Linked DNA regions of Mus musculus: regions 1, 2, 3 and 5 are each linked to region 4. Evidence: chromatin contacts called from public HiChIP or PLAC-seq data. All regions are on one chromosome and are shown on one strand. The core of a region is the stretch at or near the end of the contact, and the rest is flanking DNA. Distances in the headings are between cores, read along the strand shown.

Region 1 (2,700 bases), core at 78-2,577, 420 kb before region 4:
GCAAACCCCAAGATGCTTATGTAGTTACAAATGGAGTGAAGATTTACCATTTTTCTGACTATCCGAATGAGGACCATCGAGCTATGGAATTCAAAACATTGTTTTATGGGCTTTAGTCATATCATTGAATCATTTTGCTTAACTGGACACTTCAATCGAGTTCATTAAATAAAACTGTATATTTATTTATTCTATATAAAGCCTAGAAACATTTCTAATTCCACGAACATGCTGCGGCTGCTGTTATTTCTACTTGTAGCCCAGCGACAACCATTGTACTGTCACATGACTGATGCTAGGCGCTGAGTACTTTCATCACTCTTTAGGATGCCTTTGTTTGTCAGGACTGAACACGATACTCCCGCCAATGTTCTGGGAGATAAACAAGTAGAATTCTTTGTTGTTTCTAGGACTTGAAGATTTGCACATGTTTTCTTCCTCCAGAAGGTCAAAGAGCTGACTACCAGACCCTGTATAGGGAAAGAGCTTGGTATGATCCCCTCTGCAGATGAGAAAAGATGGGTGAGATTGGTGATCCTCTAGGGTTTTGCTTCAGGTGAATTTAGCATGGCCTTTGCTCGTCCATGGCATCTTTCTCTAGGTAAGGAGATTGTTGCCAAGTTAAAAGCACATGAACTTAGTTTGTCTCATGGAAAAAAAAGTGTTATAACTTTAAGTACATAAAGGCAGAGTCGAGCTTCTAACTTGACTGCTTATTTCAAATTTTCTGTAAACGTCATGACACTTAAAGGCATTTGCATATTTATTTCTGATTGTGTAGAATTAGCATTTACAGTCATTTGCCTATTCATAAACAAGTTTATAATTAAACAGTATACTTTCCATATTTTGTCTACAACCCAAAATACAATTGGACCATATCTAAGCCCTTTTTTCTCTTTAATTAAAGAAAGACATCTTTGTTTTAATAGTTATTTTAAAAAATAATATGGGCGAGATGGCTCAGTGATTAACTTGTTGCTCTTCCTAAGGACCAGGGTTCATTTCCTAGTGCTAACATGGTGATTCACAATCAACTATAATCCTAATTCCGGGGATATGACAGCTTGTTTTGGCCTCTGCAGGAACTCTATGCACATGGTACACAGACATACAAGCAGTAAAACTACCCATACACATAAAATAAAAACAAATAAATAATGAATACAATAGAATTAATAAAATATGTTTTCTTCATATATTCTACAGTTTCAATGGCACTCATGTCTTTTGGAATGGAAACAAGAGCAAAATTTAAGATAGCAACTATGTGGCCAGTTTACATACATACCACAATGCTTACTCATCAGAAGTTGTCAACAACTAGCAATGACGCTCATATAGCTGATGTGGTATTGGTTCAGTTACTCACCAAAGATGAGTAATCAAAATCTTCTGTGGGAGATTTTCCAATTACCAGCATCACTGAAAAGGCTCTTGATAGAAAGGAGAGGTTGCTGGGTAACAGTCATTCTCTAGCTATTTACACTGAGACTGAGACTTCTACACTTCCTTTGTTCTGACATCTCAAGGTTGAGACCACCTCCTCCCTGCTACTCTAGCTCCAGCTGCAGGAGTGATCAACTACACTAGACCACTGCACAAGAGTGTTCTGTGATTTCCAAAGCAAAACTCACAGTGCTTCAATACCGGCTCACGGGTAGCATCATCAGAAACCTAGTTTCTCAAGGAACTCAGTTTCACATATGTTGACCCCCATTCTTCTCTCCACTTCTGTCTTAGGGTTTGCATTGCTGTGAAGAGACCCCATAAACCAGGGTAACTCTTACAAAGGAAAATATTTAATCAGGGATGGCTTACAGTTTCAAAACTTTAATCCATTATGGTCATGGTAGGGAGAGTGGCAGTGTCCAGGCAGACATGCTGCTGGAGAAAGAGCTGCAAGATCTACAATGCCCCCTCACTCTCTTGTGCCTTTTGTATTGTCAGTCTATCAGCTTCCAAATACAACCATGTGACCTAAGATGTCACTTTCCAAATCCCTTTGTCTCCACAGTGTCTGTGGTTTTATCCATATTGCTCTCCATGACCCACTCATGTCATACCAGGTCACACCCTGTACTATCTCTGAGTTTTGATTCCAAACATTTCATTCTGCCATCTCTACTTCTTTAAGCCTACTTGTTCCAATATGACATTTGGTTCACTGGCTCATTAAGCTTATCAACCCTATGTCTCTATGTGTCACCATACCTATGTTGCTCTATACTTCTACTATATAACTGTTTTTAGTACTGTTGATTTCTTCTCTGAATATTCATACATGTACAGTGTATTTTGAACATACTTACCCCAACTTTGCCCAGATGTTATAATTCCCTTTCACCTTTCTTAATTATTATTCCATGGCAAAAATAGAAGTTCTGGTAAAATCCAAACCACTCTTAACTGGTCCCCACATATGAGTGGTTAAACATTGCCAAAGACTATTTATACTTTGGGGATCATTTACATAATTATGCTTAATAGACTTACCCATGAATAATACCTTGTCAAAAACAATGGCTAAAATTATGCTTTCATCCATCATTCCTTTCCTTTGGAATATTTTTCTTCTACATTTGTTACCTCTAATTGCGTGTGTGGGTATACATATATAATGGGCATTTGTTTGCACTGGCACACTTGAGCTATGATATGCATATAAAAGTAAGAGTGTTGTTTCTCACCTACCACCTT
Region 2 (2,700 bases), core at 120-2,619, 290 kb before region 4:
GTTGCTCAGGTTTATTTGTCTTCTAGTGGCTTTGCTCTCAGCTGTGCTCCCAGTTGCCCGGGCACTAGATTTTCTGTCCCAGGTTTACCGTAGATGTCTGTTTCCAGTCTCTTTATGTCTCAGTTACCACCTCCTGGTCACCTGTGGCTTTGGAATTTTGTGTGTAACCTTAGCTAAACCACTCCAGGCTTTCCTCTATTCTTGTTTTCGTTGTAGTTTGTAAGACAGGGTCTCACTTCTCACTCTGTGGCCCTAACTGGCCTGAAACTCGCTCTGTGGTTCAGGCTGATTTGGAACTTAAAGGGATCGGTTACGTCTCCATGTGTGGGGATTAAATGTTTATGCCACCATGCCCAGCATAATTCTTTTTTTGTATAAGTTGGCTATTTGTTTCAGAGGATTGTGGAATTTATATATATATACAATATCACTAAAATAATTTTGACTCTACCTTTTTCTCATATTTTAAGTTTCTGGCCTGTGCATCACTAAGGCCAACTTCGTCATCCTTTGAAAGACTCACTTCCATCTCGGCCTAGAAACCAAGAAGACGCATTTACTTATTTATGTATCTTCCTGTTTCTTTTGATTGTGTTGTTGATGTCTTGTTTTCTTTTTGGCTCTCTCCTTTCCCACCTTTCCCCAAATCCCTGGAGTTCCCCAGTTGTCCCTCTAATGGAACTGATTTAGAATAGCCCTCATTGAGTGATTGCCTCTTTATATAACAGAAACCCATTATGACAGCAGTGGACATGAGCCAGAGTGAAATACCCTGGCATAATAAAAGCTTTTGCTTGTAGAGTAGAGAAGAAAATATATCCATCTTCATCTGCAAATTTCTTATAAGGCAATTCCTATTATCCTTTGAACCTTTTTTTTTTTTAAATTATGAAGCTGACTTTAATCAGTTTAAAAACTCATTGCAGTTTACCAGGATGTTCAGTATAGTTGCAGAGAGAGGGAGTGAGAATAAAGAGATAGAGAAGGAGAGAGAGAGACAGGGAGAGAGACACAGAGAGAGAGACAGAGAGACAGAGAGGCAGACAGCTCTGAATATGTCCACTCTTACCAGGCATAAAGATTACCCTAATAAAAGAAATAAGCCAATCACATCAAGGCCCAGAACCAGATGATGGTCAGTGGAAGAGAGGCTGCTGGGGTCACTGCAGAGCATGAGAGTCTCTGACTCACACGCATTCGCTGGCTTAGGCATCGATCGCAACAGTGAGCTGCCAGAAAAGGAACAGTTCTTGCTTTGTGCTGCAGAGTTCCCTGGCCTAAGAGCCTGTCACCGCTCCAGTCCCTTTCCTACTGCTAGTGATTGATACTGCTGTCTCAGCTCAGGCTGGAAATGGACTGCTGAGGCTCTGGGCAATTCATTCTGTACGCTGGCAGGCTGGACTCCTGGGCATCCACGCATGGCTTCACAAACAGCTCTGTGGATGACCTGGATCCGTGACAGCTCCTCTGACCCTGTTCTTTTGTCCTCTGCCCTTATTGGACTTTAATGCCTTGTTTGCCGCGTATGCTCCAGGACACAGGAATCCCTTCCTGTTGAAATGTCACATATTTTACTACTAATTGGGACGATTATAAACTGAGGAACCACGGTATAACTGATCTTTCTGTAATGTTTTCTCTTTTTCTGGATGTTCATAGTTCTTTGATTGCTTCACTCCTCATCCTTGAGTTGTGCAGCATAGAGAGACCCCCCCCTCCATTTCTTCATGAGAAACCTGTCTAAAGTAATTTATAGTTTTGTTGAGGTGTTTTCATTTCCTTGTCCTTAATTTTAAAGTGTAGCATATCACTTTTATTTCATGGGTATATTGTAGCCCAAGTCTAGTATTTATTTTGCAAACCAAAAAATTTAACAATCACTGTGAAAGCCTCATGGTTTATCACAGGGCAGATGGTGTAATAATTTTAATAAGTGGCAATAACTTTATTGTATTTATTTTATAGCAGTATTCTAATTATTAGATATTTTGATAGTATTTTATTTTTATAAATATCTGTTTCATAATTACACAGAGTACCAAACTTCCAGTTCTTTATTCTGTTTGGAAGAAGAAAGCTTTAAGAAAAATAGGTAGATTTTTTTTAGATAGTAATAACCTGAAACGTATTGATTCTGAACATTTCATATAATTATCTTATATTTCATATAATTATCTTATTACTTTCCAGACTACTCTATGTCTCAGGAAACCAAATCTCCATTTTTTAAAACTCAGTTCACTGTCAGTAACTGATCCTGTGCCTATATAAATCGGGACTCTGTGAGTCTCAGAGATGTTAATTAAATTTGGTTGAGCTTGCTTAGTTTACAGAGGGTGGAACCAAGATTCAAATACGTTTGTTTGACTCCGAAGTTCACATTTTGATCTGACTTCCTCATCTGCACAAGGCCCCCAGGGCTCTGTGTAACAGCATTACTTTTCATTTGCATAAAATACTGAAGTTGGGTGCCAGCTGTGTCAGGAGCATCAGCCCTGTGAGGGAAGCTTGGACTGTTCACAGGAACCTGTAAAAGAAGTGCCCGCACTAGGTATGTGCGTCAGCTGTGAAATATTTTCTAGAGTCTTGACTATCTCCAAGGACCAGAAGAAGCAACAGTATCGCCCCTAAGTCAAAACTATGTCGGTAGCTGCTACCAGGTGATGATCATGGCTACAGTAGACAGACTGCTAGCTGAGT
Region 3 (2,789 bases), core at 154-2,653, 270 kb after region 4:
AGGACTTATCGTTGCACTATACAATGTATTTTAAATCATTTCTGTTGGTTCCTATTCCCTAACGTTACAGAAAGCCATAAGGACAGGAAATTCTGTCTGTGTGGTTCAAGCTATACCTCTGGTGTACAAGGCACTCGGTGGGTACCTTTTAAATGAACAGGGTCCAATTCTTCTCAGCACGTGTTTCCTACACTGTAAGATATAATCGCTCCTCTCACTTAAGGTGGGAGAGTTTTGAGCAACTGAGGCTCAAGAAGCCCCAAGAACAAGGTCCAGCCTGTAGCTCCAGGCATGCAGCTAGTGGGTCATCAATACCACCATTGCCCCATCTGCCACATGAAAGCAAGAAAAGTTAACTAAAATCACTCAAATGTTTGGTAAGAGCTGGCCAGCATCTAGTCAGACTTGGATTCTGGTAGTACTTAATTAATGATACATTGGGTGTTGTGTATCGGGGGTTTGCCTCAAGGTGGTTAAGTAGCTGAAGATGAACTTGAACTCCTGACCTTCCTGCTTTGTTCAGCTCTGTGTTCACTAGGCCAGCCCACAGCACTGGAGCCAGATCTTTAACCCCATCCTAGTACACTTTGAAACAAAGACTATTTGATAGCAGGTCTCATTCGGCACACCAACCATTTACAGAGTGTTTTAGAACAAAACATAAAAATAGCTACCACAGATCCAGTGCTTACCAAAGACCAAACACTGTTCCCCCCATAAATCTTTTTGTTACAATGTATTAATGACGCCATGAAGTCAGTTCCATTGTTCATATGCCATTGATAAAAATCTGAGTTATAAACTGGGCGTGGTGGCGCACGCCTTTAATCCCAGCACTTGGGAGGCAGAGGCAGGCGGATTTCTGAGTTCGAGGCCAGCCTGGTCTACAAAGTGAGTTCCAGGACAGCCAGGGCTATATAGAGAAACCCTGTCTCAAAAAACCAAACCAAAAAAAAAAAAAAAAAAAAAAAAAAAAATCTATTGGCCAAGGTTAGAGCAGAGACTCTTAAACCCCCAGAGTCCTTAAGTGGCTTAGCCACTCCCAACTTGCTATGCCCAAATTTTTTCCACATGGCATTGCTGTCTATCTTCTCCTCTGAAGAGATGCTGGAAACGGTACCTTCACCCTGTTTGACTCTGGAGGGCTCTGGTTCCGTGTTTGTGGGATAGCAGATTAAACCATGTGCTATCAGAAAGCCGGGAAACCACTCACACTGCGTTCCCAGCTGAAGGATTGGAAGCTGCCCAGGGGAAGAAATGCTGTTCCACGCTGAACTGCTCCTGTGTACAAAAGACTCTTTTCACCCGGGCTTAGGGAGGTGAAACAATGCCCTCTGCTCTCCTTACTCGCAGCCTCTCGCATTCCAAGCATTCAGCAGAAACAGCTGCTCTGTCCTGGGCGGGGCGCAGGCACCAGGCCCCACTGCATTCCTGAGAAAACGCCGCCTGCGCTGTAAAGTATTGGCCTGGAGCTCCACCTCCAATAAAAACTTGCAAAATCCAGGGGGGGGGGAGAAGGAAGAGCAATCTCTAATTTCCCCGTACAGCATCCGGGTTTTGAATCCCTGCTCGGCAAGTGGACTTTTCCCCATTCTCCCCACTCCTCAAAGAAATCCACTAAGATTCTTGCTTGTTCTGAAGGAACATAGTTCAGATGAATTTAGCCATCAGAGCTCCTCTCAGCGCTGACCAGATGGCTCCGCACTAGCTGCACGCGCCTGGTGACCTGAGTTGGATCTCCACATCCCATGTAAAAGATAGAACGAGAGAAAAGACGACACAAGTTGTCCTCTGACCTCTATATATGCACAGGCAGTCACACGAGCATATGCACACACACACACAAACACACACACACACACACACACACACACACACGCGCGCGCGCGCGCGCGCACGCACGCAGGGAGGGAGGGAGGGAGGGAGAGAGAGAGAGAGAGAGAGAGAGAGAGATCAACTAAACTCCCAGTGCTGAAAAAAAATTAAATTAAAACGAAATAATTTAAGAACTACCAAAAATGTATGATCTTCTTTGACTCAAGCTAATTAAAATATATTAACAAAAAAGTACAAAATGGGCGAGTAGAGTTGCGAGGATTTAGGAGAAGAAAGTACTTCGTATAACAGTCAGATAAAAACATTATTTTACGTTATAAAATGCTAAAAATAGGATGTGTCTTAATATGGGATTCAAAGACATTCAAAGCTATTTCGGTGCCACCTGTGTCATTCCAAACACCAAATCCTACGCCCATTTCTGAACCTCAAGGCTAGTGCCCTTTCTTTCCCTTGCAGGGCAGCATCTGATGGGTGTCAGTACATGGACCCCAGCGTAAGGAATGCCGCAGGAGTCTACGACTAGTCAGGGGCAGACCCATCAACACACCCATTTAGGCATAGTTACAAATGCTCGCTAGAAATATAGAATCACAAACATAAACTAACGAGTTAAGCATGGGAATGCACATGCGCAATCCATGCATGTGCAAGTCAGAAGACAACTCGCAGGAGTTGATTCTCTCTTACAATGTTGGTCCTAGGGATCATATTCAAGTTGTTGGACTGGTGGGGGCCCTAGAGTGCTTTAGGTCCTATAACAAAAAACAAACAAACAAGCAAGCAAGCAAACAAAAAAAGGTATCTCTGTCGCTCTCTCTCAAACAAAAGGAAGATTCCGTGTGTCAGATCCTATCAGGCACTGACATCGTGTTGAATATCATTAAAACTTTTTCATACACAGATGGCCTTCTTATGCTCAAAATAACTGCTAATCTGTGTTCATAAATAGC
Region 4 (2,833 bases), core at 152-2,651:
TATTGCTTATTGGCTTTCTACAGTGCTCTCCTGAGTGACCAACAGCAAAGCATTTCATCCCTGATGTGGGATAAGGAGCATAGAGATCAGGGTCCTCTGGCTTCATGGCTTCCAGTTGTAGACTCATCTCACGAGCTGGAAGGCCTCAGCAAGTCCTTTAACTTGGCTATGCCTCAGTTTCCTTGTTGAAAACCACAGACTAATGTTCCATAAAGTAGTTATGAATGCTAATACAGGAGCATTGAGAGCAGTCCTCAGAATAGGCTAGAAGTTAACAAACATCATCTAGAGTAACTGGTCATTGTAATTGAAAACTATATTCATCTTCAGAATGACGGGCCTCAGAAGTTGTTAGTCACTTGTACAGCAAGGAATTCCATAATCGTTATATGCCAAACACAACACAGGGATTTCAAAATGGGGGGAAAAAAAGGCCTGGTACAAAGAGACAAATATCATGTGACTTCACTACTTGGAGAAATTGTTTAAAAGTCCAAATCATAGAAACAGATAGCAGAATCATGGTTACCAGGGGTTGAGCGCAGGCAAGAGAGGTGTGGGCTGGTATTCAATGGATACAGAATATCAATCAAATGAGAAGTGTAATGCATGACACTCCACACTGCTCAGATAATACCACGGTGTACTATACACTTGAAAAGGTCTTTTCTCCATCATTTTTCTGAGAGTGCCATATATCTCAGACTGGCCTCCAACCCAAAAACTTGCTATGTGCAAGGACAACCCTGTAACTCCGACCCTTCTATCTCCACTTCTCAAGAGCCTGGATTCCACATGTGCACCAGGATAACTTGTATGAAGAAGCATTTGGGATGGACCCCAGGGCCTTACACATATTAAGAAAACCCTGTACTAACTGAGCTATGTCCTTAGTCCTAGTATACTTGAAATTTTCCAAGACATTGTAGGTACTCTCTGCACATCCACCCACAAATGATGAGTGTACAATGTGACAATAAACAAATTGGCAGATTTAGCCATTTTCCCAATGTATACACATCTCAAATTATCACATTGCACACCAAGAATATGCACCATTGTGCCAATTTTAAAAGTGAGACTCCTCTATACAAAAAGAAACCTCACAGCTTTAAATATAAATAAAGCTCTTCGAGTTATACTTGAATAACTTGAATATACTTGAATATAGTCAAATGTGTAATTTAAAGTGCACCAGTAAATGTAGTGCACCAGTTGACAGTTAGGAGAACATGAAAAGAATAAACTCTTGACAAAGAGGAGAATGAAGCAGTAAAGCACCAGAGTGTGTGGAGTGTGTTGTGTAGACGTCTGTGCTTTGTTCTACAGGTACTAAAAACTTGTTTCAGTGAGGACAATGACTCAGTCACTGGGTTGTTGCCAAATCAGAAAAGGCCAACAGATTGCCAAGAGACTATGAAGGGATACAAGAGACATGGGCCAAGAACAACAGGACTGAGTCAATCAGAAGTGGTGAGGCGCAAGTCTTTTGCCAACTGTTCTTTTAAAAAAAAAATTATCTGGCCTGGCAGTGGTGCCGCACACCTTTGATTCCAGCACTTGGGAGGCAGAAGCAGAGGCAGGTAGGTTTCTGAGTTCAAGGGCAGCCTGCTCTACGTAGTGAGTTCCAGGACAGCCAGGGCTATACAGAGAAACCCTGTCTCGAAAAACAAAAACAATCAAACAAAAAAAGATTAAAAAAAAAAAAAACAAAAAGAAGATTAAAAAAATATTTACTTATCTAATGTATATGAGTATGCTGTCTTCATGCACACCAGAAGAGGGCACTGGATCCCAATACAGATGGGTGTGAACCACCATGTGGTTGCTGGGACCTTTTGAACTCAGGACCTTTGGAAGAGCAGCCAGTGCTTTTAACCACTGAGCCATCTCTCCAGCCCCAACTTTTTTTTTAATAGCAAATGTGCTTTCTTTTGTTTTCAGAACAACACTAAGAAAAATGTCTTAGATGACCTATTGTGAGGTAGCAAACAGGGACAGGCAGGTAGGCAAGCCTTACTTCCCAGTCCCTGCTACCCACATGCTGGATGGTTTGTTTCTCTGTCATCGTGGGTTCTGCCTCTTATGCTCTGGACATTTTGTACATATTCCTTTCTCTATCATAAACCTTTCCTTAGACTATTAGATATGATTTACACAGAGAAATACTTCCTGATATACCCCCAATAACTTTATTTAATTCTATGTACGTATACACACACAACAATGTATGGCTCAGTCTCTCAAAGAAGAGTGGGAGTCATTTCAGAGATAGTCATTTCTGAAATTTTATATACATATATATATTATATATATAATTTGATATTTGGTGTGATAAAATTATGTTAAAATATATTTTTAGAGTGACAAAACAGGTTTTCTTTGAGTGGAATCTTTGTTTAAAGACAATGCAGAAAGTAAAAGGTCAGAGAATCTCATGGTGTATAGGTAAAGGCACAATTGAAGCTCATGTTAGCAAGTCCAGCCTGCCTATGACTCTTGGCATGTTTACATAAGACCACAGGTATTGACTTAATGAAAGCAAACTAAATCAATGCTGTAAGAAAGAGAAATCCAAGGCCCAATGATATCACCAAGATTAAACAGCAGATAAGCATCTATGAGGTGAACAAATGTAACGGGCTTCTATAATGCAGTATTTTATTTATTATTAGTTGAGCATTTCAAATTTGAGCTATAATTTTAGCTCAATTAAATTATAAACTGTATATTATAGACTTAATCTCTAGCTGTCCATTAGAATTATGAAAAGCAGTTTTAAAATATCTTTGAGCAGAAAACATGGCTCAGATGGTCTAATGCCTGTTACAGA
Region 5 (2,851 bases), core at 6-2,505, 380 kb before region 4:
ATACACTTTCAATTTATAAACTACAAATTATGAAATGTAATTATAAACTTTGACAGTACTTCAGGGAGAGATTTTTAATTTTTATAGATGCATGTAAAATGAATTATAGCATACAATACTTATACTAATCTAGACTTTAGAAAAGTACAGAAAAACTAAAAAGGGACATATTTATGTCTTTCCAAGCAAGCACTGATAACCTTTTTTTTTCATTTCTTTATTTCTTTTCAAAGTTCGTAATTTTTTATTATAAAATTTTATTTTCATTTATTTATTTTGTGTTACGTGTGGGCAAATGACTTTGCCTGTATATGGAGGTTAGAGGACAGCTGGCAGCAATTCTGGATAAAGGTCAGGTTGTCAGGCTTGTGTGAAAGTTCCCTAATCTGCTGAGCCCTCCCAGCTGGCCCCTGCCTTTCCCCCTAACCTACCTACTTCCTTGGCTGCCCACTCCCTCTTTCTCTCTTTCAAACTGGACATTTTGGTCTCCAGTTTTACTTAAAATTACAACACATCCCTGTGTTGTGGAAATTCCTTTGAACTCTGAAGAACTGCACCCTGCTTCGCCGAGGAAGTGAACACCAGCTGGTTATTTTATAGGGTTGCATGCATCTTTCTGTTAACTTGTGCCCTTTACTGCGGAAGATAATAGATAGAACTGAAAGCACACCTTTGTAAAGTGTTTCAGACTTCTGGGTCTTAGGTAGGATTCACCTAGGAGGAGAAGTCCTGAGACACAGAGTTAAGTGTTTTCAGAATTCTTTGTCACGTTGCTTCCTGGAGGCTTTGTCCATTTCCACTGAGGACATTTAATTACAGTATGATACCTAAATTGAATTTTGAAGAACTACATTCTAACTTTCAATTTCATCTTAATGAAAAAAGAAAAACTGTCCTTGCCAAGCCCCCTCCCTCTGACAGATAACTAAAGAGGGAGAGGCAAAGTCTTTCCTCTCAAGGTGAACGGACCCAGAGGAAACTGAATTAGCACTGGGGCTGCTGGTACTGAGCTCTGGGTTCTGAGCTCTATGGAGAGGTCAGGGAGACGTCTCCAAGGAGCCGGTGTTTGCACTGGGTTTTGAAAATAAGCAATGTTGAATAGACAGATAGGACACCAACAGATAGGACATTACGAGAAACTACTCGTGAGGAACAATCAAATCAGAAAGTGCCAGTGAATGGTTTGGTGGTCATGAAAGCCTGCAGAGCCCGATGAAGGGAGTTGGAATTCTTTTCACCCTCTGAGAGTGAATCATGAAGTGGCAGGCTCTGTGGGAACGAAGGAAGGAAGGAAGGAAGGAAGGTTGATCCCGAGATTTATAGCCCTGAGTCATTAGGGGTAAACAGCTGATAAGAGAGCCACAGCAAACTGCTTATCAACCCCTCATTCTGTTTTATGTAGCCTTGGGGCAAAATACAAACCCCATAAGAGCCACTAAGTAAAAAACAAAGGACTTGAAAATAGAGTATTTCTTTTTAAAGTCAAGTGTTATGGAGTGTTAAAAATAATTAGAGTATTTTTTTTAAAGTCAAGTGTTATGGAGTGTTACTGGAGATTGCAGTGTATGTTGTGACTGTTGTGAAAATTATTGGAGGGGTCTACTTAAAGCCAAAAGTGACTAGGACATCTAACCAATAGGATGCCACTCAACACCAGATTCTTGTGTCTAAAAGACTAGCACTGGTCTGTACAGTTACGTAGAGGAATAAATGTTTTGCAGAGTCTGTTTTCCTGTAGTTTTGCTAATACATGTTTAGGGACCCAGAGCCTTTAATGTCACATCTGTGCATACTGCACTCAACTGCTGCCTTCTTCTCTCTCTCTTTTTAAGAAACTGAGAGTTACACAGTTTATTCCACAGTGTTGAATCACTTAAATAATGAAAAAAATCATTCATTCCCTTAGGTAACTTTAGTTTAAACATTTAATCTCTGTAGGTTGGCTTAGCCATGTAAATTTTCCTCTGTTTTTAAAAATCGTAAAAAAAAAATATGTAAGAGCTTTGACTTTTATTCATATTAAGGTTTTCATGGTTGCACTTAAAGGAGAAAGAAAGATCACTGTTTTATTCAATGCAAATATGTAATTCATAGTAATTTGACTTTTTTTTCCTTTCGTTTTTGGTTTTCAATAAATACATCTGTCCGAAGTTTTTCTTCACCCAACCCCAACTTCTCCCAGCCTCCTCCTCTTCCTCTTCCTCTTCCTCCTCCTTTTCTCTCCCAGCTCCACTTCTCTCTTTTCCTTCAGAATAAAAAGCAGGCCTCCCTTGTTAGCCAAATAAGGCATAAGAAGGTCAGACTAGGCTTAAACCCTTGTATCAAGTCAGGGTGAGGCAATGCAGTGTGAGGAAAGAGCTTTGGGAACAGAGCAGAAGGCCATCTGTCAACTTAAAGGACAGTGAGTCAAAATTGACACAGCTCCTGGAAGGATTAGAGAAATTCTATTTCCGCAAGTAGCATTTGATTGCCCATGCCCAACCCTGTCCTCCAAACATAAGTAGAATCAAGACCCACTTGCATCTAATTTTGGAAATAAGTTTTGGAAATAATTTTCTTAGTGTTAACTTTGCCTATTGCTCTCTATGTATATCTTATATGCTCAGGAAAAAGGAGAGGGAAATTTGACTTAATCTTACTTAATTTTGTTTGAAGGAAAAACATTTGTAATGCTTCACACTGGCAGACAACTAGTGTCTGCTGTCTGCGTAGTTCCCCCACTGTGATAATCCTAAATGCCTGTAATTCTTCAATGGCAAATAGAGATGGCATCAGCATCATAGCAGGATCAGGGATGGCCACGGGACACTGAGACCATTATGTTTTACATCATAATGACTCTAAAAATGGA

What was found. HiChIP or PLAC-seq counts read pairs in DNA pulled down with a chosen protein or histone mark.
Region 1: an HNF4G HiChIP or PLAC-seq map of pancreatic cancer cells shows a contact between it and region 4. The contact joins two enhancer-like sites. A contact is called at or near these places in 7 of 39 promoter capture datasets (3T3-L1-derived adipocytes, cranial neural crest, embryonic stem cells and 4 more), 10 of 484 Hi-C or Micro-C datasets (the AML12 cell line, B cells, the C10 cell line and 6 more), 5 of 115 datasets of contacts at active chromatin or transcription factors (bone marrow-derived dendritic cells, embryonic stem cells, large pre-B cells and 1 more) and 1 of 9 other capture datasets (embryonic stem cells).
Region 2: a FOXA1 HiChIP or PLAC-seq map of pancreatic cancer cells shows a contact between it and region 4. The contact joins two enhancer-like sites. A contact is called at or near these places in 4 of 39 promoter capture datasets (the 3T3-L1 cell line, liver and stem cell-derived epiblast-like cells) and 1 of 115 datasets of contacts at active chromatin or transcription factors (pancreatic cancer cells).
Region 3: a contact with region 4 is called in a FOXA1 HiChIP or PLAC-seq map of pancreatic cancer cells. The contact joins two enhancer-like sites. A contact is called at or near these places in 1 of 484 Hi-C or Micro-C datasets (nephron progenitors), 1 of 115 datasets of contacts at active chromatin or transcription factors (pancreatic cancer cells) and 1 of 9 other capture datasets (embryonic stem cells).
Region 5: an HNF4G HiChIP or PLAC-seq map of pancreatic cancer cells shows a contact between it and region 4. The contact joins two enhancer-like sites. A contact is called at or near these places in 1 of 484 Hi-C or Micro-C datasets (cerebral cortex), 2 of 115 datasets of contacts at active chromatin or transcription factors (bone marrow-derived macrophages and pancreatic cancer cells) and 1 of 9 other capture datasets (embryonic stem cells).

What each region holds. Positions count from the first base shown.
Region 1 is chr3:126,569,459-126,572,158 of GRCm38.p6, forward strand. No RefSeq gene overlaps it. Among named protein-coding and RNA genes, the nearest start is that of Camk2d, 26 kb to the right of the region's middle. Within about 2 kb of position 1,328, at least 29 of the 459 cell types and tissues checked have an H3K27ac peak or open chromatin away from gene starts, as enhancers often do. A contact at or near this core is called in pancreatic cancer cells, where this site is marked.
Region 2 is chr3:126,694,327-126,697,026 of GRCm38.p6, forward strand. The region is part of intron 3 of Camk2d (calcium/calmodulin-dependent protein kinase II, delta); the gene reads left to right. Among named protein-coding and RNA genes, the nearest start is that of Gm15551, 27 kb to the left of the region's middle. Within about 2 kb of position 1,370, at least 200 of the 459 cell types and tissues checked have an H3K27ac peak or open chromatin away from gene starts, as enhancers often do. A contact at or near this core is called in pancreatic cancer cells, where this site is marked.
Region 3 is chr3:127,256,393-127,259,181 of GRCm38.p6, forward strand. The region is part of intron 1 of Ank2 (ankyrin 2, brain); the gene reads right to left. Among named protein-coding and RNA genes, the nearest start is that of Gm16958, 96 kb to the left of the region's middle. Within about 2 kb of position 1,404, at least 227 of the 459 cell types and tissues checked have an H3K27ac peak or open chromatin away from gene starts, as enhancers often do. A contact at or near this core is called in pancreatic cancer cells, where this site is marked.
Region 4 is chr3:126,988,745-126,991,577 of GRCm38.p6, forward strand. The region is part of intron 22 of Ank2 (ankyrin 2, brain); the gene reads right to left. Among named protein-coding and RNA genes, the nearest start is that of Gm25501, 15 kb to the right of the region's middle. Within about 2 kb of position 1,402, at least 10 of the 459 cell types and tissues checked have an H3K27ac peak or open chromatin away from gene starts, as enhancers often do. A contact at or near this core is called in pancreatic cancer cells, where this site is marked.
Region 5 is chr3:126,610,601-126,613,451 of GRCm38.p6, forward strand. The region is part of intron 2 of Camk2d (calcium/calmodulin-dependent protein kinase II, delta); the gene reads left to right. Among named protein-coding and RNA genes, the nearest start is that of Camk2d, 15 kb to the left of the region's middle. Within about 2 kb of position 1,256, at least 122 of the 459 cell types and tissues checked have an H3K27ac peak or open chromatin away from gene starts, as enhancers often do. A contact at or near this core is called in pancreatic cancer cells, where this site is marked.